Linked DNA regions of Capsicum annuum: region 1 is linked to region 2. A link is a contact called in public Hi-C data. All regions are on one chromosome and are shown on one strand. The core of a region is the stretch at or near the end of the contact, and the rest is flanking DNA. Distances in the headings are between cores, read along the strand shown.

Region 1 (3,615 bases), core at 851-3,350, 36 kb after region 2:
ATATGCCTGCATTTGGTTCTAGTATACTCAAAGACTGTCATATCATACTTAAGCTGAACTAATCACTCTTATAATCAATCAATAATTAATCATAAAGATAGAAAAAAGACAATTAAATTGAGACATAAGGAATACAAATTTTATTATTGGTATTACATGTGATGAAGCATAGTGATGGTTTATTATAAAATGGCCCATCCTATTCAGAATTTTGCTTTTGTTTTCTTTTTGTAAAACCAATTAATAACTTTATTCATATATGCTTTCCCTCACTTTAAACCATAAAATTCTTTGCCTCCAACCAGTGAACAAATACCTAACCAAAAGATGTTTACTATAAAAACTTCTTCTATATGTTATACATTTGTATAATTCAAAGAATAATTAAATACCAATTATTCCTATTATAAATATGGTGTTTAATAGACAACATAATGACCTTATCTACTCGTGGACCTCATTTTTTTTAATTTGTTTATGCTGTTGCATCACCTTTAAATTTTATGATATCAAATTAAAAGTCTACCATTATGTCTAAATAATGTTGAAGTTTTATTAATAAATTCATTAAAGGTCTTTGGATATTACGAGTGTTTTCTTTAAAATATTTAATTAGGTATATATATCTTATTGTAAACACAGTATACCATCACTTCTCAGTTAGAGTTTTATTAATTCCTTTTAAATTGTTCAATTTTTTTCTATTTGCTGGTCAAAATTGAGTTAACTGGTCCCTCATGCATAATTATCAAACATGACATATAACCACTTCGTTTGAACTGATTCTTTTTAACTATGCTGAAGATTTAGACATGGATTTGTTGGATATATCTATGAAAAAGTCTTAATTTAATTCTTTAAAGAATATACTTTTATTTTAATAAATAGTAGAAAGAGTGCAGGGCCGGATTCATGCAGTCTTTTCCGTGTGCTTGTGCAAGCACCCACTGACCGCGGTAAAAAATTTATATATTTATATAGAAAATACAGTAAAATTGATTATGATGTATTGTTGAGCACCCATTGACAAAAATGATTGTTGGGTGCTTTGGCTTTAATGTGGAACTTAAGCATCTTGATGTCTGAACTGGCATGGATCCGCCCATAGAAGAGTGGAGAGTGGGTAGGGGAGCTTTTCTGTATGACAAATAATAAAATGTTTAAGTTGTTGAGCTAATTGATTAGATTCATTTTCTTCTCCGAACTTTATGTTTTACATTTAAGTTACTGCATGTAATTTTCACGTCATTCTACTATTATTTGGCTACTAAACACACACCCACAAATATTTAAAAATAAAATAAAGTATAAATAACATAAATACCAATATTTTAAAAGTAATTATACCATCTCCCATTTTTTTAATTACTTTACTCTCTTTCCCTATTAATATACATAACATAGCCGACATATACATAGCATTCTGTGTATATGTTGGGATTTTTGTAATATGTTTAGAAAGTTGAAATTTTTTTTAATATTAAAAATATAAGTTGTGTATTTATGTAATTTTTAGAAAAATAAAAGGGAAAAGGCTAAATATTAGTAACTGGGCCGTTTTTAACCCCATATGTGGAACGGGCTAGCTATCATTCTTTGTAGGCCTGATTTTGTTACCAGAAAAATTGAAAAAAAAGTTTAAGGGAAAACGATGCAAATAGTATTTCAGTTGAAATTATTAACACGAAAATATAGCGATTGAATTTTAATTTTATTTTCAAGTCATTTGGTGACAGTGTCATACAACATTGATACATATTCGATACATATTCTATACAATAAAGATACAACTTCTATGTGCATCTTATACATATTCATATTTTATATAACAATGATACAAATTCTATGCAGGTCATATTAGAAAAATGCATATTTCATTCAATAATGATACAATTTCTACCCATAAATTCGTTGCTCTATTTTTTTTACGAATTGTATCAATATAATATATGAATTGTATCTGAACAACCTGACCAAAATGACCCAAGTTAGGAAAGAATCATTTAGTGGAATTAAAAGAAAAAACGACACAGGTTGGCCATTTTCAATATTAATGGCCCAAGTTTGGGTTATTGTACACAACATGGCCTTTCGGTTCAAAATTATTTCACTTTGTAGTCATCGATAAAGATGGCCCACATACCGCTCCCTAAGCCTAAGTCTAGTATAAATATTCTTTTTTTTTTTTTCTTTTTCTTTTTTCAAAAGATTTTCTTCTCTACTACAATTTATGAAATCATTGAATAGCTATTACTATGCCATCTACTACCAAATTTCATCTTGTTTTTTTCTGCGTTATATCCTAAAATGTAAGCAATCATTCAATTGAACTCACAAATTTCATATTCGAACTTTCAGATCTGTAACAAATTTTCAGATTTGATTTCCTCTTTTTCACATTTTTAGCTCAAAACAGAGGAATAATAAAATTTCAACCCACCAACTTTGAGCTATAAAGAAACCCAACAAGAACTCAATAATTTTTGAAGTAACAAGTCGTAAATTTGATTACTAAATGGTTCGCCCCTACTAATTTCAGTTCCCGATCCTTTTTCTTTTTTCTTTTTTTTTTTGTCTTTCGTGTATTTGATATTACATCCCAATGACCGCTCTCGTTTCTTATCTTTCCCCAATTCTTCATAGAAAAAAATCTCAGATAAATTATATTTTTTTCCTCTAATTCTTGATTTTTGGTTAATGGAAACTGCATTAAGAGAATTAAAAGTTAGAGTTAATTACAAACATCGGATTTTGCTCAATCTGATTGCAAAACAAAACAAGAGGAGCCATCAATATTAGTACTTGTTAAAAAAATGTTGAAAAATCTTTCTAAATAAGTTTCAGTTATACCCGTCCAAACCTCTTTCTGAGCACACATTGGTGGAACAACAAAAATGGATGTCTCCTGCAGATCAGCTGTCATTGCTCCTGGCTTAGCCATAGCGTCTGCTACTCCATTCTGGTTTATCTGGAACCTCCCTAATCTTCTTATTCTTGACCTGCATTCATCAAGTAAATCATCATAGAGTAAGTTATCGAATTTCAGCATGGTTATTACTTCCTTGAAGTCTATGTTGATTTTGAGAGGCGTGAGATGACGATCTTCAACTAATCTCAGACCCTCTACTAACATATTTATATTTACTTCTAGTAAATCTAACTCAAGAAAATAAATTTGAATAAGATTGGGAAGTTGGATAGATAGCGAGAGTGGGGTAAAAAAAAATTTTTGAATTTAATTTTTTTAAAAATAAAATTTTATTTTTTGGGGAGGGGTGTGGGGTAGGGGATCGGAGGTTAGGATGGGGTTGAGGTAAGACTTTTTTAAAGAATATATATATTTTTTTAAAAAAATAACTTTTTGGGAAAGGGGTATGCCATAGGGTGGGATGGGGGGCCAGTTAGATGATACGATAAATACGTAAAAATACAGGAAAAGGCACAAAACATACACCAAAACAATCCACAAGTTCAAAGAACAAATACAACAAGAATACAAAATAAAAATGGTGTATTTCACACCAAAACAGCCAACAACAAAACAATAACGTGAAGAACAAGATGAACAGCAATAACACAAGTTTCAGATTCAATAAAGGACCCAAAACAATCCAC
Region 2 (3,358 bases), core at 229-2,728:
ATGAGCTCAAGCAGGGAAAGGTGTGGCAAACCCCAAAACCCCGCCGGAACATCACCAGATAACTGGTTGTGAGCCAGTCTCACCCGCAGTAAGCTCCTGCATTCACTCAAACTCACCGGTATTTCACCGGAAAGTAAGTTACCGATCATCAAAAGCTCCTCCAAGAACCCATTCCCACACAAATTTTCTGGAATTTCACCAGAAAATTCATTCTCCGACACATCAATCCACAACAACGGTGAATTCTTTCCAAGCTCTTTAGGCAAACTCCCATGAAAACGGTTGTGAAAAAGGCGCAACTCATACAAATTCCGCGAATTTGCAATGCCTTGTGGCAATTCACCAAACATTTGATTCTCATAAAGATTGAGCGACTCAAGTGGCAACTCACACAACTCCTTCGGAATCGTACCAGTAACCCCGTTCATCGAAACGTCAATTCGCCTCAACGCCGTCATTTTCGACCACCCATTCACCGGTAACTCGCCGGTAAACGAGTTGTTATACAGCTCAATTTGTTCAGCACTAGTCAACTCAGTGAGCCAACTTGGTATCGGCCCATTCAAGTAGTTTACAGCAAGGTCCAAATCCACAATCTTCTTCAACTTTCCCAACGTATCAGGAACTTCACCAATCAAATTACAGTCGGAAAGCCACAACACCTCGAGATTCATCAGATTACCCAGCTCCGGCGGGATCCGACCCGTAGAAAACGGGTTGTACGACAGATTCAGCTGCTTTAACGTCGTAACATTCCCTAAAAAACCTGGTATAGTCCCGTCAAGCAAGTTCCCAACTAACCCAAGAACCTCAAGCTGCCGGAAAGTACCAAAACTCGCCGGAATATCGCCGGTAAAATTATTCCCCGATAAGTCAAGATATTTCAAGTTAGGCAGCTCAGCTACACTCGCCGGAAGTGTACCCACCAAGAAATTCTGAGCCAAATCAAGATGCTCCAATACTTCACACCCAGAAAAATCTTCAGGCAAAGTAGTATTAACTTCATTGTTGTACAACGAAATGTAGCGAAGCTTCTTCAACCGACAAAGCAAAGAAGGAAAAGGACCAGCAACATTAGCATTAGACAAATCCAATGATGTAACAGACATAGTTAACTGGTCACATGAAACACCAAACCAGTTACATGGGGTATCATCGTGTTCATTCCAGTTAGACAGAACATTATCAGGGTCATCAAATCCAAGTTTCACATTGTGTAAATAGAGACCTTCTTGGTTAAGAGAGAAAACCAAAGCAGGGAGAAAAAGAGTAAACAATATTTGAAGAAACATTATTGAAATTGAAGATGTCATTTTTGGGGTTTATGAGGATCAAGAAAGAACAAAGGAAGAAGAAGAAGAAGAAGAAAGAGGAAAGAGTGAATTTTTCTTTTTGGGAAAAGGGAGTAGTAAAAGCTGACTAAGACATGTTAGTAAGTTTTTCGAGATAGACATTTATAGTGAAATTCATTTTTATATATAGAGTGAACTACTATATGGAGATGAAGGTGATGTGATATACTGTCCTTTTTCAAATATTTTTTTGAATATGGAAATAATTATGTTTTTTATTCTTCTTTTTTGGTGTTTTTTTTCCCTTTTGTTATGTTTTTTTATGAGTACATAAAATTGCATCAAAAAATGGGTTTTATCTACATGGGATGGGTACAGTATGCTAGTTGTCTGAGTTAATATTTAGGCGTAATACATAACCGTTTTCTTTATTTGAGTCTTTCACTTCAGTTAATATTTACGTTCTTTTAATTTATGGACGTGTATAAATAGAAATTTAAATTATATAAAAGTGGATAAGTAAATATATTTTATATAACATAATATATGTAAGATGCGCGTTGTCACAAGATGTTAGATATGATTTTTTTTTTGTTTAATTGACTTTATACAAGTGTAAGCACATATTTTGTGCACATTTAAAATTGAAGGCCTAAATATAGGTGAGGTCAAATTAAAAGATGCATTCATGTATTATGCATAATATTTACTTTCTTCTTGTCTATCTTTATTTATCATGGTGTCCATGTTTAATTTGTCAAAGAAGCAATAAATAAATGAATAATTTTATTATATTACTCATTAATTATAGGTCATAAATATTGAGAAATAAATAATTTTTACTAATAAGGTAAAATAGACATAATGTGATAATAATTATCTTTTAAATATTCAAATTAAATAAATAAAGTTAGATAACTATTTTTAATATACTAAATATGTAAAGATAGACGGAGAGAGGATTTACTGTTCAATACTCTAATAAAGGTATTAACATTTTTTAAATAATGATGCAGAATTTAATTAATTCATTTTGTGCTACAATAACTAATCGCGGGAACACCACAATTTTTGTAGCATGAACTATCATGCTGTATGGGGTGGGTCCAATTTTAATTAAGATACTATTATTTTTGTGACATGGATTCAACTTTTTAATCTTACCTTAAAACCTAAATCAAAGTTACTTTTCATAAGAACATGCAAATAAAGCTAGTCCCTTTTTTTTGTCCATTTTTTTTTTTGGTTAAAACCTTGTTTATTTTTCATTTTCGTCAAATATGGCTCACAATAATTTCGAATGAGTTTAATGGTTTCATATTATCAAGTAAATGACTAGTGGGTACTGATAAAAAAATTGAATAAATTTTCTGGATCAAATATTCATAGTCAATCGATATACTTTTATCTTGATTTATTACCTAGCTTCATTAAACTAGTACGATTTGATGTAAATATTGAATACGACTAATTTTGATTCATTTTGTATTGAAGTGTTTAGGAGTCTTATAACTTGGATAACAAGCATCGTTTGAACAAATTCCCAGCAAGCAATAAAGGTTGTGGAAATTATAATATCATAAGCCTATCATTCTGTAAATTAATGTAACTTTTAAATATATATATATATATATATATATATATATATTTGATGAAAAATCGCAGCTGTTAAGAGTATAAATCACGACATATATATTTTCTCATGTCAACTTGATTAAATGTATTCAAAATTCCCAAATATATTATTATCCATATAAATAACTTAGGATATCAGCAAAATCTCCTCATGTGTTAGACTTTGACCTGTGTTTATGTATTTCTGACTTAAAATTTAATCCTTCAAAATTGGATCTCACTTCAATTTTATTGAAGTTGTGGCAAAGTCATAACATATGTGCACATGTTCAAATTTATACTTTAGGAGTAATACCATATACTGTAGTAGTTTTATTACTGCATGCATAGAATACAAAATAAAGTATATATCGACTGCTCTGTTACTTATTTTTAGAATTTTTTCATGATCATTGATCAGTAAGAATAAAGAAGGTTGCTAGGCACCTACA

The links. A called contact is a pair of places that touch in the nucleus more often than the background predicts.
Region 1: a contact with region 2 is called in a Hi-C map of placenta, with 2.3 times the contacts expected there. The contact joins the enhancer-like site here to the promoter of LOC107863513 in region 2. A contact is called at or near these places in 2 of 5 Hi-C or Micro-C datasets (leaf and placenta).

The regions. Positions count from the first base shown.
Region 1 is chr2:127,873,606-127,877,220 of UCD10Xv1.1, forward strand. No RefSeq gene overlaps it. Among protein-coding and RNA genes, the nearest start is that of LOC124896005, 7.7 kb to the right of the region's middle. Within about 2 kb of position 2,101, at least 5 of the 5 cell types and tissues checked have an H3K27ac peak or open chromatin away from gene starts, as enhancers often do. A contact at or near this core is called in leaf, where this site is marked.
Region 2 is chr2:127,837,846-127,841,203 of UCD10Xv1.1, forward strand. It overlaps LOC107863513 (receptor-like protein kinase HSL1), which reads right to left and starts at 1,479. Exons shown (of 2, transcript XM_016709451.2): 1 at 1-1,479. The coding sequence starts at 1,313.